Linked DNA regions of Siniperca chuatsi: region 1 is linked to region 2. Evidence: chromatin contacts called from public Hi-C data. All regions are on one chromosome and are shown on one strand. Each heading gives the region's core, a stretch centred on a gene start, on an enhancer-like site or on the middle of the called end of the contact. The rest is flanking DNA. Distances are from core to core; before and after follow the strand shown. Region 1 overlaps zfpm1 (zinc finger protein ZFPM1). Region 2 overlaps zfpm1 (zinc finger protein ZFPM1).

Region 1 (6,845 bases), core at 1,905-4,404, 49 kb before region 2:
GTTCAGAGGTTTGACATACATGTAGTGTAGTTTCTGACTGGACAGTTTATTAAATAATACACTGATATGACACTTATATGACTAGAATGTAAAAGGTAGCTGACTTTGTGATAGCATTAACTTACTATTTCTATTGTTGAGTGTGTAGTTAAAATGTTTTTTTAGTGATGATGTGTAAAGAAAACACATGAGAAATGTTGTTGAAGAAAACATATAATATATATGCTGTGAAAACCCACAGTTGCAGAAAATTCCAGGTTTGGTTAAAAGACATTATCCTTCTAACCCTGTATATTTAAAAAGCTGTTAATCCACTTTCTCTCCTCATTTCTTCTGTCCTTTGTCCGGATCCCTGTCCTCCTCATCCTAACTTTTGCCCTTTTCTTCACTTCCTCCTTCCAAGCTCCTGTTTTGTGCTGCTCTCCCTCCCCTTTCCCAAATCCCACCCCGTCTTCAGCCTCCACCCTGATAACACCTCAGCTGTCTGCACAAAGCCCATGTTTACCCTTGCATTCCCGCTCCGATAAACAGCGATAGCGCCCAATCAATACCAGCCATAAATGCCCCACTACCACGTGACACCCTCACACTCTGCCGTTATTAATGTAACAGTTGAGAGATTGGATCTGCATCGTCAAATAAATCAACACGCACACACACACACACACAAAGAGAAGCAGATGCACTCATACACACACCATCCATTTTCATGTCACGTCCACCTTTCGACTTCATCCACACGCAAACACTCATACACAGCAATATACTGTACACACACTAAAGCAACCAGGCCTAAACGCACATGCACACACACACCTCCCCCCTGCCTAAACAGTGCCATTATTTTCAGCTATAAATCACATTGAATGGCACATTGATTTTATCCTGCAGGGGCTGAAGCGAGGGAGGGGAGCTAGAGACACAGTTATTGCGTTTAATATTATCAATATTATCTCCCATATCATCTCAGACAGGGAGGCAGGTATCAGGAGGAGTCGACAGACACTTTTCTGCCAAACCCCCTCCTCCCTCTCTCCCACCCCCCACCCCCACCCCACCCCATAGTGAGACAGTCTCCATCAATCTGATAAGCTGAACTTCCCCTGTCACACCTGCAGGGCAAAGTCACCCAACAATCTCGCCTTCTAACTTCTACAGCCCTCTATACATTTCTGTCTCTCTTTTTCTGATTTTAAAGCTGCCTTTTGTCTTTTGCATCTTTTCTTTACATATCTGTTCCCTCATATTTGAGGTTCAACATATGTGCTACAGTCTCCACATTGGTCAATATGAAGCTGAAAGGGAACTGGACAAAACCAAGGTATGGAGCCAAGTCTTGCACCTTGTTCACACCAGCTAGAGAAAGCAGAACGTTAGCAGCAGCTGCAGTCATCTGTCAGTGTCTACACTGCATCCATTCAGCCACAGAACTGCTACACACTGACAAGCATTTTGGCAAATCTCACACCCAATACACAGTCATTGAGGTGACGCACATACAGTAAGTCAGAAGAGAAATAAGTAGGTCGGAGCGTAAAACAGGCTGCACTTCGAGTCACACATAAAGCATGAGTAAAGCACAAGTTATTTACACATATTAATAAAAAGATTTGATTTTTTTTCATGGATCGATTAATGGTTTCCCCTATAAAAAAAGTCAGACAATAGTGAAAAACGCCTAGAGCCCAAGGTGAATGTGATTAATCGTTTAGTGTATAAAATGTCAAAAAAATTGTTAAAAATATCACCCATCACAAAAGGTGCCAATGTGGCTAAGGTGTTAAGGTACTGACCATGAACTGCAACGTCCCTGGTTCGAGTCCCACCAGGGACGATTGCTGCTCTCTCTCCCTCATTTCTTCTTATCTCTCTACTGTCTGTAATAAAGGGATAAAAAAGCGCCCCAAAAATACTAAAAAATGCCTTTCACAATTTCCCAGAGCCAAAGGTGACCTCCTTGAATTGCTCATTTTGTCCAAACACAAACCTGTTCAATTTACAGTGACATAAAACAGAGAAAAGCTGCAAATTTTCATTGGAGAAGCTGAAATGAGCAAATATTTATTTGTTCTTGATAAATTATTCAAACACCTGCTCAATCATCAAGATTGTCTGACGATTGACTAATCAATTAATCAACTAATCACAACAGCAGTACTGCATACGTATAGTCCATAACTGTCCATCATGATGATACCAGAAAAGTTTATAACCTTTGTAATTTGTCCATTTATGCATCACACAGAGTTTCTCTGTCACCACTGATCAGATTCTGATGAAAAAGAAAAAAAACTGGAGGTTTACAAAAATCATCCTGATTGGTCCAAACGAGGGCACGGCAATTAGAGGTCAAAAGGAGGTAACATACTGACTAATCAGCCCAGAAATGGATTTTATCAGGTTTCCTGTGATGTATAAGTATGATTGCCTTGTTATGATAAAAGAGCCTTCACTTGTTTCTGCGGGTCGCTGCAACTGTAGAGCAATTCTGAGAAGAGAGAGGGAAAAAAAACACCACAACAGAGAGAGACGTACTGAACAGATGCTCAAGTCTTCCTCAATAAAGTTGTGTGTATGTGCATGTGTGTGTCGATCCATTGTATCAGCATTAATATACTAACTCACTCTGTCAGGTGGAGGAGGTGGCTGTGATGGATAGAACAGAGTGCTTGGTCCAGTTACTGGTAGAATGTGTTTTTCTTGCTAAAGTTATCAGAGTGGTTATCAGTCTCTCTCTCTCTCTCTCTCTCTCTCTCTCTCTCCCCCCCTCCCTCTCTCTCTCCCACCCCCCCTCTCCCAGATGGTGGATAAGAGGCCTTGCCTTTATTAGCCAGCGCTGGCCAGATAAAGACCTGGTATTGATCCCAGGTTGAAAGAGCAGGTTCGTCAAACATGGCTGATTTACAGAGAACTGATAATGGCAGCACTGGGCAACTGAGGAACCCCAGAGAAGAGAGAGAGAGAGGAGTAAATCAACAGTGTGATGGGGAGGGGTGTGTGGGAGGAGGGAGGGGACAGGGGGAAGCTAAGCACACACACACAAATAAAGAAACAAAGACGCCAAGTCAGTTTGCTATCGACAAAGTTGCTCAAATGTGCAGTCTGTTTGAGTTCTCTCATCTTCTTCTTCTTCTTATACAATCTAATACACACATAACCCACTTCTCACCTCAAACACACACACAGTCACACACACACACACACTATAGCTAATCTCTAATCTCGTCTCGATTAGCACCTGACAGAATTTCCATGGGTTTATCAAACCAAGCCAACCAACAGACGCTTATCACTTCTAGCCCCAAAATTTCACAAGAGCAGGAATTTTTGAGATTAAAAAAACACCGCTAGTGAAATCTTGAATAAGTCAAAAGAATATGACTGGAAACTCTGCTATCACCCCGTACAAGGGTAGCTCGGTATAAGAGGTGCATGAGGGGGCAGATTCACTGGAGCCAAGATTGAACCCTGAGAATTTTTTATTTTATTTATTCGTTTAACACAATAGAGATAAAAGAGTGATACATGTGGAAAGCTGCAACCTCATAATGGTTCTTCAGTATTTTTGAGTTGTCTCTGGGTGACGTTAACTGTCTCCTGACAGATAACAGGACGTCAGTTGATGAAAGAAAGACTTCAAGTCTTGATGGGGATATAAATCTGGTAATAACCACTAATAACTGCCGGTAAACATCTGGAATTATTATTTAAAAGGGTTCTTTTTGCTGCATGTTGTCAGTGCATGGCTATCATTATAGTCAGTGTGATACAGTGTAATAATCAAACAGTGTAATAATGGTGAAACATTTTGATATCTTCCTGATTATATAGTAAAAGAGTGTGAGCACAGATGTCTGCAAGTTATTTGGTCAGTTTACCGACACACTGTCAACAGTTTTTAAGGACTATTTCCTTGGTGGAAAATATTTCCAGTGAAAATAGGTCACAGTAAAGGTCTGTGGACTATCCAGTATACAGTAAGTGCACAGTCAAATTTAGACAGTGGTCCAGCAAATTTATTTGCGTGTCCTTGCAAAATACGTAGGGCATGAAGCTTTGTGACGTAGTGACTATTTGAGCTCTCAGCTGCAGAACAAACATACATTAACACAGTTCATTCAAGAGGGAAAAATGCCACACACACAAAAAAAAAAATCACTGGATACAGCTTGTCGGCTATGAATAATTGCTGGTTTGATTAGTGGTCTATGACAGTAAACTGATTATATTTGGGTTTTGGGCAAAACAAGCAATTTGTGACATTTTATAGACCAAATGATTAATCAAGAGAATAACTGGCAGATTAATCAATAATTGAACTAATTGTTGGAAAGACTTTTTTATAAGTGTAATTTTACAAAACTTTAAGCAGTGGATTGTTCTTTTTTCCAGCCAGCAGTCACATTTTAGCAGCAGGTATCTTTTTTGCTGGACCCATTTTAGAGTTTCAAAGTCTTCATGAGAAGTACTATCAATCTTTAAAGCAGCTACAAGGAACTTTCATTCTGTGTTGATTTTGGCGGCCCCTGTGGACTAAAGCGGTAGTGTTTCCACCGCCTCGTGCAGATTATGATCTGGCTAGTGCATGCATTTGTTTTGCAAGCGAGTGAAAGAACGACGCAACTTATTTTTAATACTAATATGCCAGAGAAACAAAGTAAACCGTTCAAAGTACCGTTCATACACCTACCCTAGGTTACATGTAAGCCTACAACTAACAGATTCAGTTGCTTGGTAAGAGTAATTTTGTTGAGGAAGCTAAAGTTATCAACATTCCCTAGTCATGGTATGTCTTCATAATAATAAGCTAACATCAAGATATAGCTCGGTAGCAAGTCCAACATAAAATGTTACGTTATAAGCCAGTTGTATTACAGTACTGCATATTTCATACTTGTCTAGGAGGAAGAGGGCCAGTTCAGGATCAGTTTTGAATCCTTTCAAATCCCACAATTCTCTTCATCTGTTGAATGACCGACCAAGGTTGACTCGTGTTTTCGCCCGTGCTCTATCACTGTCCCTTTTTCTCTTTGCTGATCCTGCCCCAGTATCGGCCATAGGGACAAAATACAACGTCAAAAATAAAATTCTCTAAAGAGAATCTTTAAATCTCCTCCTGCTTCCTTGTAACTGGCTAACGTACCACTCACTGTGGAACTTTGCGTCAGAAAATGTGAACGTAGGCTCTTCCATGTGCCGTAAATCATTTAGTCTGATTTTACAGGAAATCGGACCTGGCATCAAGAATAACTATATAGAAAGAGCCAATCTTCTCGCTGATGGTCTCGTTTGCTTATGTAGGTCATATAGAGGCATCAGTATTAAACACAACTGTTGCTCATTTTGTTCTTTACCTTCTTTTTTTAATTGATTCTTGTGCTAATATCTTTTGTTGGATTTTTGACTCTTATATCTGGCTTTCTTCCTCTTCTCACCTTCGTTGCACAGTGATGTGTATGGTGGGGGGCTGGAGCTATCACCCTCTGCTGAATCATCTGGGTCCGAGGCTCCTCCTTCCTCTCCTGATAGGCTGAGGTTGTCCGGTGTGTTTTCCTCACCGCTGTCTAGATCCCCGAGGGAACCTGCAGGAGGAAGACGGGGGAAAAACAACTGAATCTGTACTTATATCGATCAAATCCACTGTATTCTGTTTGGACTTGATACCTGTAACATCTGAAAAACTGGACCTGATTCTGACGGAATTTGAAAAAAGAAGAAAAAAATAAAAATATTGCCATCTGGATGGATGAAGAGTTTAATTAAAGAAGACAATAGCAGATCAGAGCCACATTGCAGTTTGAATATTTATAGAATTATAGTAGAGTACCACCAAAAAAATAGAGCTCCATAAAGTACAGAACTCTAGAAATCTCTGTCTGCGGACACAATCACAGAATAATATTACTCGTTAAGTCTGCAGAAGGCAAGGATTTGAGTTTAATTGTCATCCCATGGGCCTTGAGTCTAAACGGACTGGTCCAGGAGAGGTAAAAATTAAAGGAAGTGAGATTGTTAAACAAGCTACTTATGATTGTATGTACTGTAGAAGGGAGGAAAAATACCCTTAAACACAATGATCCATTTTTTTTTTAACTGGACTCATTCAAAAACGGTTTCAAGAATTGGACACGCTGAACGGTCTAATCCAGAAGATTAATAGCAAGAAGCCAAGGGGGACCTTAAAGCCAAATTACAGTATACCTAAAAATGTAGCTAAAAGAGTATTAGTGCAGGGCTGATCTGTATCAATTACAGTTTCATAATCCCTGCTGACCATAGTAATTATACAGTACTTTTGATCTATTTTAGCCTGTTTGAAGATTACACCCCAAAAAATGTGAGTCAGTTAATATGGATTTAATGTGACTTTTTTGTCAAATTGCTTCATTAATAATACTCCTTCTATAAGATGGATACACCAGGCTGCTTTAATGGTACATTAAGAGCTCGAAGCCTTGAAATATACTGTCATATTTATTGGCTGTCTTTCTGTAACACTGAGTTATAGTTATTAGTGTTTCAAGGCTTGATGATTATAAAAGGCAGTTTCTATTATGTTCATCTGCATCAGATGACATGCCTCATTCTCAGTTCCCGAGACGATACCATGATATAATTATTAATTCAGGGTAACGATTTCATTTAAGAGGATTAGGGAGTGCTAGAGTGAAGCAGAAATGGTTAATATGCTGCAGACAGCCAAGGGAGAAAACAACTCACATACATAATGATGATGTAGTGTCAAGTCAAGGAGGGTGGGCACATTGTTTTAGAATAACTAAATCAGAGTAAAATTAATACCGAGAGAAAACCAGGATTTTTTTTTTTTTTTTTTCATTTTCCGC
Region 2 (7,375 bases), core at 2,088-4,587:
CTATCATCTAATTATACAACAACATTAATCCCATTAGGGCTGGAACTGATTGCCAGGGTCTGGACCCCGGCTGCTCCTGCCTGGGCCTGTTGTTATTGCAGTGGAGCCTCGGCTCCTGCCTGCTCCAGCCTGATAACAACTCTTATCACACTTGGCGATCTCTATCTGCACCGGAGATCAGGCCCCGCGGCTTATCGAAAGTTCACATCAAGCTAAAAGCAGAACAAAAAAAGAGAAGAAAAAAAATAAAACACAAGGGAAAGCCACCAAGGCGCTGCATGAGTCTTCTGGGTGTGTGTTTGTGTGTGTGCTTGGAATTTAGACATGCTTATGTGTTTTATTTTACTTTGGCTCACACAGAATGAATTAATCTCTCAATTGTGCGCCCATGTAACAATCATGTGACCCATGTCTGAGCCTTGTCAGACTACAGATAAAGAAAGAAACACAGTAACACATTCCTTTCACACAGCTGCGACACACTCAACTGGAACCTATCTCAAGTCATTTTAAAAATCTAAAAACACCTCTTCTATAAACTTTAAAGAAGTTTAACTGCTGTTTTATGAAAGAGAAGGAAGAGAAGAAGTAGAAGAAAAGGAAGAGGAGGAGGTCAGTGTGGTGATTTCCTTGTCTGGCCTCTGCAGGCGTTCTGGTTTGCTTTGAGCCGTGGGAGGCAGCATATTATTCATGCCGACCTCTGAGCTCTAGCACTGATGTCATAGGAACCAAGCTTTCTCACACACACACACACACACACACACAAACACACACACACACAAACCCCTACAGAAGGCCTAATCAGCAGTGTGGATCTGCAGGGTGTTATCTATCTACCATCAGCAGGCCTCCTTATCAGCCCCAAACATCTTTCACAGATGGGTCGGGGAACGGCTGGGCTGCCATTAAAAACACACTACAACACATTCATCTATGTATTCCACACACTTTTTGACTCTTTCTCTATCTCTTTCTACCCAATCTCTACCTCCACTCCCCCTCTTCTCGTCCTTCTTATCATCACACTTTTTTCCCCCCACTCTCACTCTGCTTTTCTCTTCTTTTAATTATCTAGAGATCCACCCCTAGCCAATCGCAAACAAAACCACTGACAGCAACGCAACAACACTGGGAAAATGGCATGCAACAGCCAGATGTAATTACAATGAGCCCTCCATCCTCCATCTCTCCTTCCATCTGCCCAAACTCCCATCTCTCTCTCTCCCTCTCTCTCTTTTGCTTTCTGCGATATCAGCAGCAGCAATCGCCGCCAAGTTTTATCATGTCTCCCATCTCAACCACCAAAATATAAGCCCAGGGATCCAGCCTCAGTGGGCTGCCTGCCTGCCTCCTATCTCTCCATCAAGGAGAGAAGCCTTATCAGGCTGAAAGATCACCAACCGTTGGCGAGGATGACGCACAAAGAGACACAGACAAATATCTATCTTCTGCACAAACACCCACTTCTCCTCCTCAACTATGGGCCTCCAGAAAGCCCTGAACTTAATCCATTGTTGTTGGGGGAAAAAATTGAAAAAGATATCCATGCTATGTTGTCTTAATGTATTGCTCTGTTGTGGGGGGGGTTATTGTCAGTTGTTGCTTTTCTGGTGGTATTTATAAAAGTTATTTCAGGTCAGAGAATCAGCGGGAAGAGCATCACTCCTCTAGAGCTGCATACTAACAAACTACATCACCTGGGTATAATGGATACATTTTTTTGGTGAAAGTGCAGATAAGATACCTGAGATTGGACTGATATCAAAACTGTACTTCCTAAAATAGTCTAAAATTGGCAAACTGTTTTTGAAATCAGGAACTTTCTGATAAAAGAATAAGTCAACAAGATTACAATTGCATTGTTTTTCTTCAACCCGTCAGCTTGCTTGACGAGCAGGTTTGCACAATGCAGTTGCCCATTACACCCTTCCCTGTGTAGGTTTGCAAAGATGTTTACGTGTATCTCTGCGGAAGCATAATTGAAGCTTTACTCACAACACAGTTGTGTTACCTTTCCCCATGATTTTGATGATCTATGGGGTCAAATCAAAAATACTTCCTCACATTACTTCTCGGGTGTTTGTTGTCTTGGTCATCCATTCAGCACAGCTCACTAGCATCCTCCATTTTGCATAAATGAAGAGAATAGCAATTGCCTAGTTTACTGGTAGGTCAATGGGGTCACAACAGATTATCACGCACCAGGGTACACAACGCGGTTTGCACTTATGCACTGCACTGTTTTATTTTAATTCCTTCTGTCTGTAGCCTCCCATGCATTTATAGTCTGATTGCACATTTTACTGGGGTTGGGCAGAACAGATCATGCTAAGACAGAGCTCAGAAGTGCAGTAAAAGCTTGTCTCCTTGTTGTAGGCTAATAAACAACCACATATGTGCATAGGGAATGCGTGGTTGAGTACAAGTGAGAGAGAGCGAGGAGCGATTGAGAGAGCGAGCGGCAGAAAAGTGGATGAATGGAGCAGAGCAGAGGAAAAGGTTAGCAGTAAATTGTCAATCTGGTTGTAAATGTACAGTGTTGGTTACAGTGTGTCAATTAATAAACGCTGCAGCTTCTCAAGATCAAGAAAAGTCTTCCAACTGCTGGAAAAGTGAAAGGGGTTAGCCCCGAAGCCCCGGTAACAACCCCGCCTACATTTTAGTAGGTAGTACTGTCTGCGGTGTAAACGCAAAACAGATCAATGATAATAATCTTAAAATAGCACGCGACCCCCCCCAACAGAATTGTCAATCGCCAATGGGTACAGCGCTCGATGGGTCGATGCATCTGTGCACACGATGACGCAAGCCTAGTCCGTTTCCAACGTTATGGGCTCACGCCCAAAATTTCTGTTTGCATAAGCTAAGTATGCAAACAAAAATGAAAACCAAAAATAGACTTAATTACAGCTCCAAACACACAGCCAAGAAAAGCGGATCAAGAAAAAAAAAACTAATTACAATAACTAAACAACTAATTGTACACTATCAAACCACATCAATGTGTGGTGTGAATCATTTTAAGAAAGGAAGTTAGAAGTGTTTTACTGTGATAATGAAACAACACTGTGACCTGGCTGGAATTTGTCGTATCAGTAACAGCGAGCAGCATGCTCAAAACAACATGGTGGACACACTGCATTAGTAGTAATAGTAGTAGTGGTAGAGATAGCACCAGCAGCCCCCACCTCCGCTGAACCCCCACACACCCCAGCCGAACAAAGTCCTTATCACTCCTCGCTCTTTCCTATCAAAATGTCTGCCAAATCACAAGAGAGTCATGGGGCTGAGAGCCTGGCTGGCCTCGACCGCAGCCGGGGCCTGGTGCACAGGGAAGCATAGTGGACCAGAAGCACTGATAAAGACGGCCATGACACCACTGAGACACACACATACACACACTCTCTCTCTCTCATACACGCCAAGTCTAGCCTAGGTTTATCAGCCTCAGGGTCTGGAATACATCTCCAGGCCTCGCTGCTGGCTTTACTGTAAGTGCCTACTGGGAGTTCACAGCTGATAGGCACTATGGAAACGTATGAAAAAACAGGAAGTGACAGACTATATAGACTACTTGCAGTGGCACACCAGAGTTTTTGGTATCATATTTTTTATTATTTTTTGATTAGAACGCTGTTCCTGTATTATAAAGCTTTTTTTTTACCTTTATTAGACATCTTCAAGTAACAAAACAAGCATTATCATTGTTAAACACACTTAACAATAATTCCAAGCAGAAAATTAACAAGGACAAAATAAAATTAAATAAAACTTAAAATTCAATTAAACATTAACTTAACTTTCATTTAAGGGGGTTTAATCTATGTATAACATAAGTAATTCAGATAATCTTAATGCATTCCTCTTTTCCAGTTTTTTTATGGATTTAAAGAAAATTTTCAAATAATTTTTAAATGCAACAAAAGTTGGAGTAACTTTAAAAAAAATCTACATTAATGGATATAAATGTACCTATAATCAAAATATTATTACACAAAAATTCAACATCTTTGTTATGCATTATAACACTAAACTTAACAATATGATATTCAAAAACCGGTATTATGTTCTTTGCAAGTAACCACTCATGCATTCTGTCCCAAAAAAGCTTTCACACCAGAGAACCTCATCAATAGAAATCCTTAATGGTAACCCAGCAGATATGCTTGAACACAATTGATGGCATCAATGAGTCCCGTGCTATTGGCGCAAACTATGGAAGAAAGCGAGCAGCTAGCAATAACTTTAAAGGTCCAGTGTGTAGGATTTAGTGGTGTTGAAATTGCAGATTGCAACCATTTGAATACCGCTCGCCTCACCCTCCCCTTCCAAGTGTGTAGGAGAAACTACGGTGGCCACGAAAAACACAAAAAACGTGTTTGGTTTGTCCGTTCTGGGCTACTGTAGAAACATGGCGGTGCAACATGGCGACCTCTGTGAAAGGGAACCCGCTCCCACTCTGTAGATAAAAACGGCTTATTCTAAGGTAATGAAAACACAATTCTTATTTTCAGGTGATTATACACTAATGAAAACATACTTAAATATTATATTCCGTTTCTGCCAATAGCTCCTCCTAAATGTTACACACTGGACCTTTAATTACATCCTCTAGTTAAGAATAAACACCTCATTGTCATGTGCAAAGAGCAAACAATAGCATTACATTTGTTAGTCCAGGTTAGCTAGCTAATGCTACTGACTAAACAGTTTGCAGAGGGCTGAACGATTTGAGGAAAATATCTGATTGTGATTTAAACTCAAAATATTTTCTACAATTTAAACTCCAGGTGTGTAGTCGTGGTCTAGATAGTTTTAAAACAAGATACGTTTGTACCAAGCATAATCACAAATAAAATGATCCTTGTTGCTGAGATCCTAAAAGGGTTCTTTTTCTTTAAACAGTCAGTCAGAGAAAAGTCAACTTCTGAGTAAACTTGGTTAGTTTTTCTATAGAAAAATGTACCAATTTAGCCTGCAGTCATTAATATATTATATTGGTGGTATACTTAACATTAGCTACTCAATACTGTCCGATGATAATGACGATCAAAAGTGGCATTATATATATTAGTAACAACTAAATGGTATGCCACTTATGGCAATAATAAAGTGTATTTATATACATAATTACTATTAAAATTTAAAAGTCACGTCTGACAATGTTTGATACTGGCCTGACAACCCATAATGATGCTGTTGACTTTAGCTGCTTAACCTAACGTTAATGTTAGCTTCATAGACTGACAGGGCAGACCGCTTCACAGCTCTGGATCCTGGAGGTGCTGATTCAGAGCTTTTAGGATGACAAGCTTAAACAACGATATCATGAGCGTGAAAGCTGTCATTTACACTCAACAACTACTGAGCTACTTGCTAGCTATCTGCCTGACATTGAAGTGAGGCAATCACCTAGATCATTTATGTAGAGCAAGACCCATCACTCTGTTGGAGTTTTTGAGCAGCAGAAAGACACAGCCAACCCTCCATTTTCATCACAGAGTGGTGTATCTTCTTCGATGAAACTATCTTTGGCAGAGCAATAATAGTACAAAAACCAGCATGCAGAGAGGCTATAAACCAGAAAACAAGAGTTTCATTCTGTAGTTTGACCAACTCATGGAATTAACTTTAATTAGCTACAGCGGAGTAAATTTGCCAAGGACAGCAAAATCAACTGACTAAAACCTTTCACCTCCTATAACTTATTGAGACATCGCTAATAATGTTAAATAAATAGTTAGGATTAAGATCAATTTTTGAAATTGTGATTTTCATATTAAAAAAAATGTAATTATAAAAATACATTGTTCAGCCATAGTTTGCAGGTTGCACAGCAACTTCTGAGCAACTTGGTGACATGATGTAATGCTCCTTGCTCCCTTTGACCTCTTGCTCTTAAAAACACAAACAATGCTCACAAGTGAGGTTTGCATTAGACCACGAAAAAAACAAAAAACAAAAGGTGATCACTGCCATTAGATGCAAAGAATACACGTGCTGTCACCAGAGCCAGGGTACTTAATCAGGGTATTTTGGTCAGAAATGCCAACTCATTAATATTATATAAAAAGGATGTGATACCATACAGCCTAAACTTACAAATATTGCTTTTCGGCACCAGGTTTCAGGGAACACAGTGACACAATCACTGATACCAAGATATTATTATTTGCTCAATGTGATAACTTACCAAACAAACTGCCCTGCTGAAGTCATGGTTTCCATTCCAGCTGTGGCTTCCAAATAGATACATGCACACTTTTCCCTTAATCTTTAATCTCCAGTATAAAGACATTAAATTTAGACTGAGACACTTCATCAGCTCAGAGTGCAACAGGCCTATCCTTTGGCCTCACAAAGCACAAGGCGGGGTTAATGACAACATCATTAATATGCTTTTATATCAACTTTGAACATCAGTCACGAGCGATAAACCTTCAGACGTTTTATAAACAGGAAGAAGTCGTCAAGCAAGGAGACCAGCCAAGCGCCAGATCAAGAAAAGGCCTTTCAAACAGCCCTAAGATGCATTATTGAGTTAAAAGGATAGATGAAAAAAAAAGATCCAATTGTAAGCTGCTATCAGCCGGAGAGATCAGCCAGGCGGCCTATCTGACGCCCCATCTCTGGAAAAGAGAAGTGAAAAGCCAGGGGGAAAATGCAACGGCGGCCTCGACGCTGCCTCAGACAGAAAACAAATAAAAAAGATCCAATTTTAATCTTTATCTGGGCTCACATCGGATCGCTGCCTTATCTCTGTTCACATCGGCTTTTTCAGAGAACACTGACGTTTCCACAACAGTATTAAACAGGAAGCCACGGCTACAGTTTTAGCTGCCAATGGACAAAGCATTCTTTACAGGGTAATAAATGAAAAACTTTTTTATATTCTTGCACACTCTAGATAGCGAGGCTCGCAAAGTGGCGCTTTAATAATTTTGAAAAACGGTCTAAGACTAAGTGTAAGCTACATCACTCGGTTATTCTGAGAAAATGCTGAAGCTGTAAGCTGTGCGGTGTCATAAAACTACTGACAGGCGTTACAGTTGGGTTTCATACTGCTTATTAACTTTATAGCTGGTGAACGCGCAGCTCAGCAGAAGCGCCGCACAAAACATGCGGCTTCTTCCCAGAGTGCGCGTGGCTCACCACACACTCTGCTACTACTCACAGCACTCCGGCAAATAAACAACATTAAGTAATGAACTTGTTTCATCCTTACGCTTTATCTGCCGGGGTTTGCTCTGCTTCCTCCGGGACATGGTTGCTCTTCCCTCTGACTGGGAGCCCGCTTGGACGGACTGGCAGAGCGTCAAAGAAGCGGTCTGGTTCTTCTGTTTTCTGCTTCTTCTCTCTCTCTCCACACAGTTTA

Evidence for each region. Hi-C and Micro-C count contacts between places; a contact is called where the count stands out from the background.
Region 1: a contact with region 2 is called in a Hi-C map of liver, with 4 times the contacts expected there. The contact joins two enhancer-like sites. A contact is called at or near these places in 2 of 3 Hi-C or Micro-C datasets (liver and skeletal muscle).

What each region holds. Positions count from the first base shown.
Region 1 is chrLG4:26,805,985-26,812,829 of ASM2008510v1, reverse strand. It overlaps zfpm1 (zinc finger protein ZFPM1), which reads right to left. Exons shown (of 4, transcript XM_044192345.1): 2 at 5,436-5,582. Among protein-coding and RNA genes, the nearest start is that of zc3h18, 26 kb to the left of the region's middle. Within about 2 kb of position 3,154, the one cell type or tissue checked has an H3K27ac peak away from gene starts, as active enhancers do. A contact at or near this core is called in liver, where this site is marked.
Region 2 is chrLG4:26,757,128-26,764,502 of ASM2008510v1, reverse strand. It overlaps zfpm1 (zinc finger protein ZFPM1), which reads right to left. Exons shown (of 4, transcript XM_044192345.1): 1 at 7,226-7,375. The coding sequence starts at 7,265. Among protein-coding and RNA genes, the nearest start is that of zfpm1, 4.1 kb to the right of the region's middle. Within about 2 kb of position 3,337, the one cell type or tissue checked has an H3K27ac peak away from gene starts, as active enhancers do. A contact at or near this core is called in liver, where this site is marked.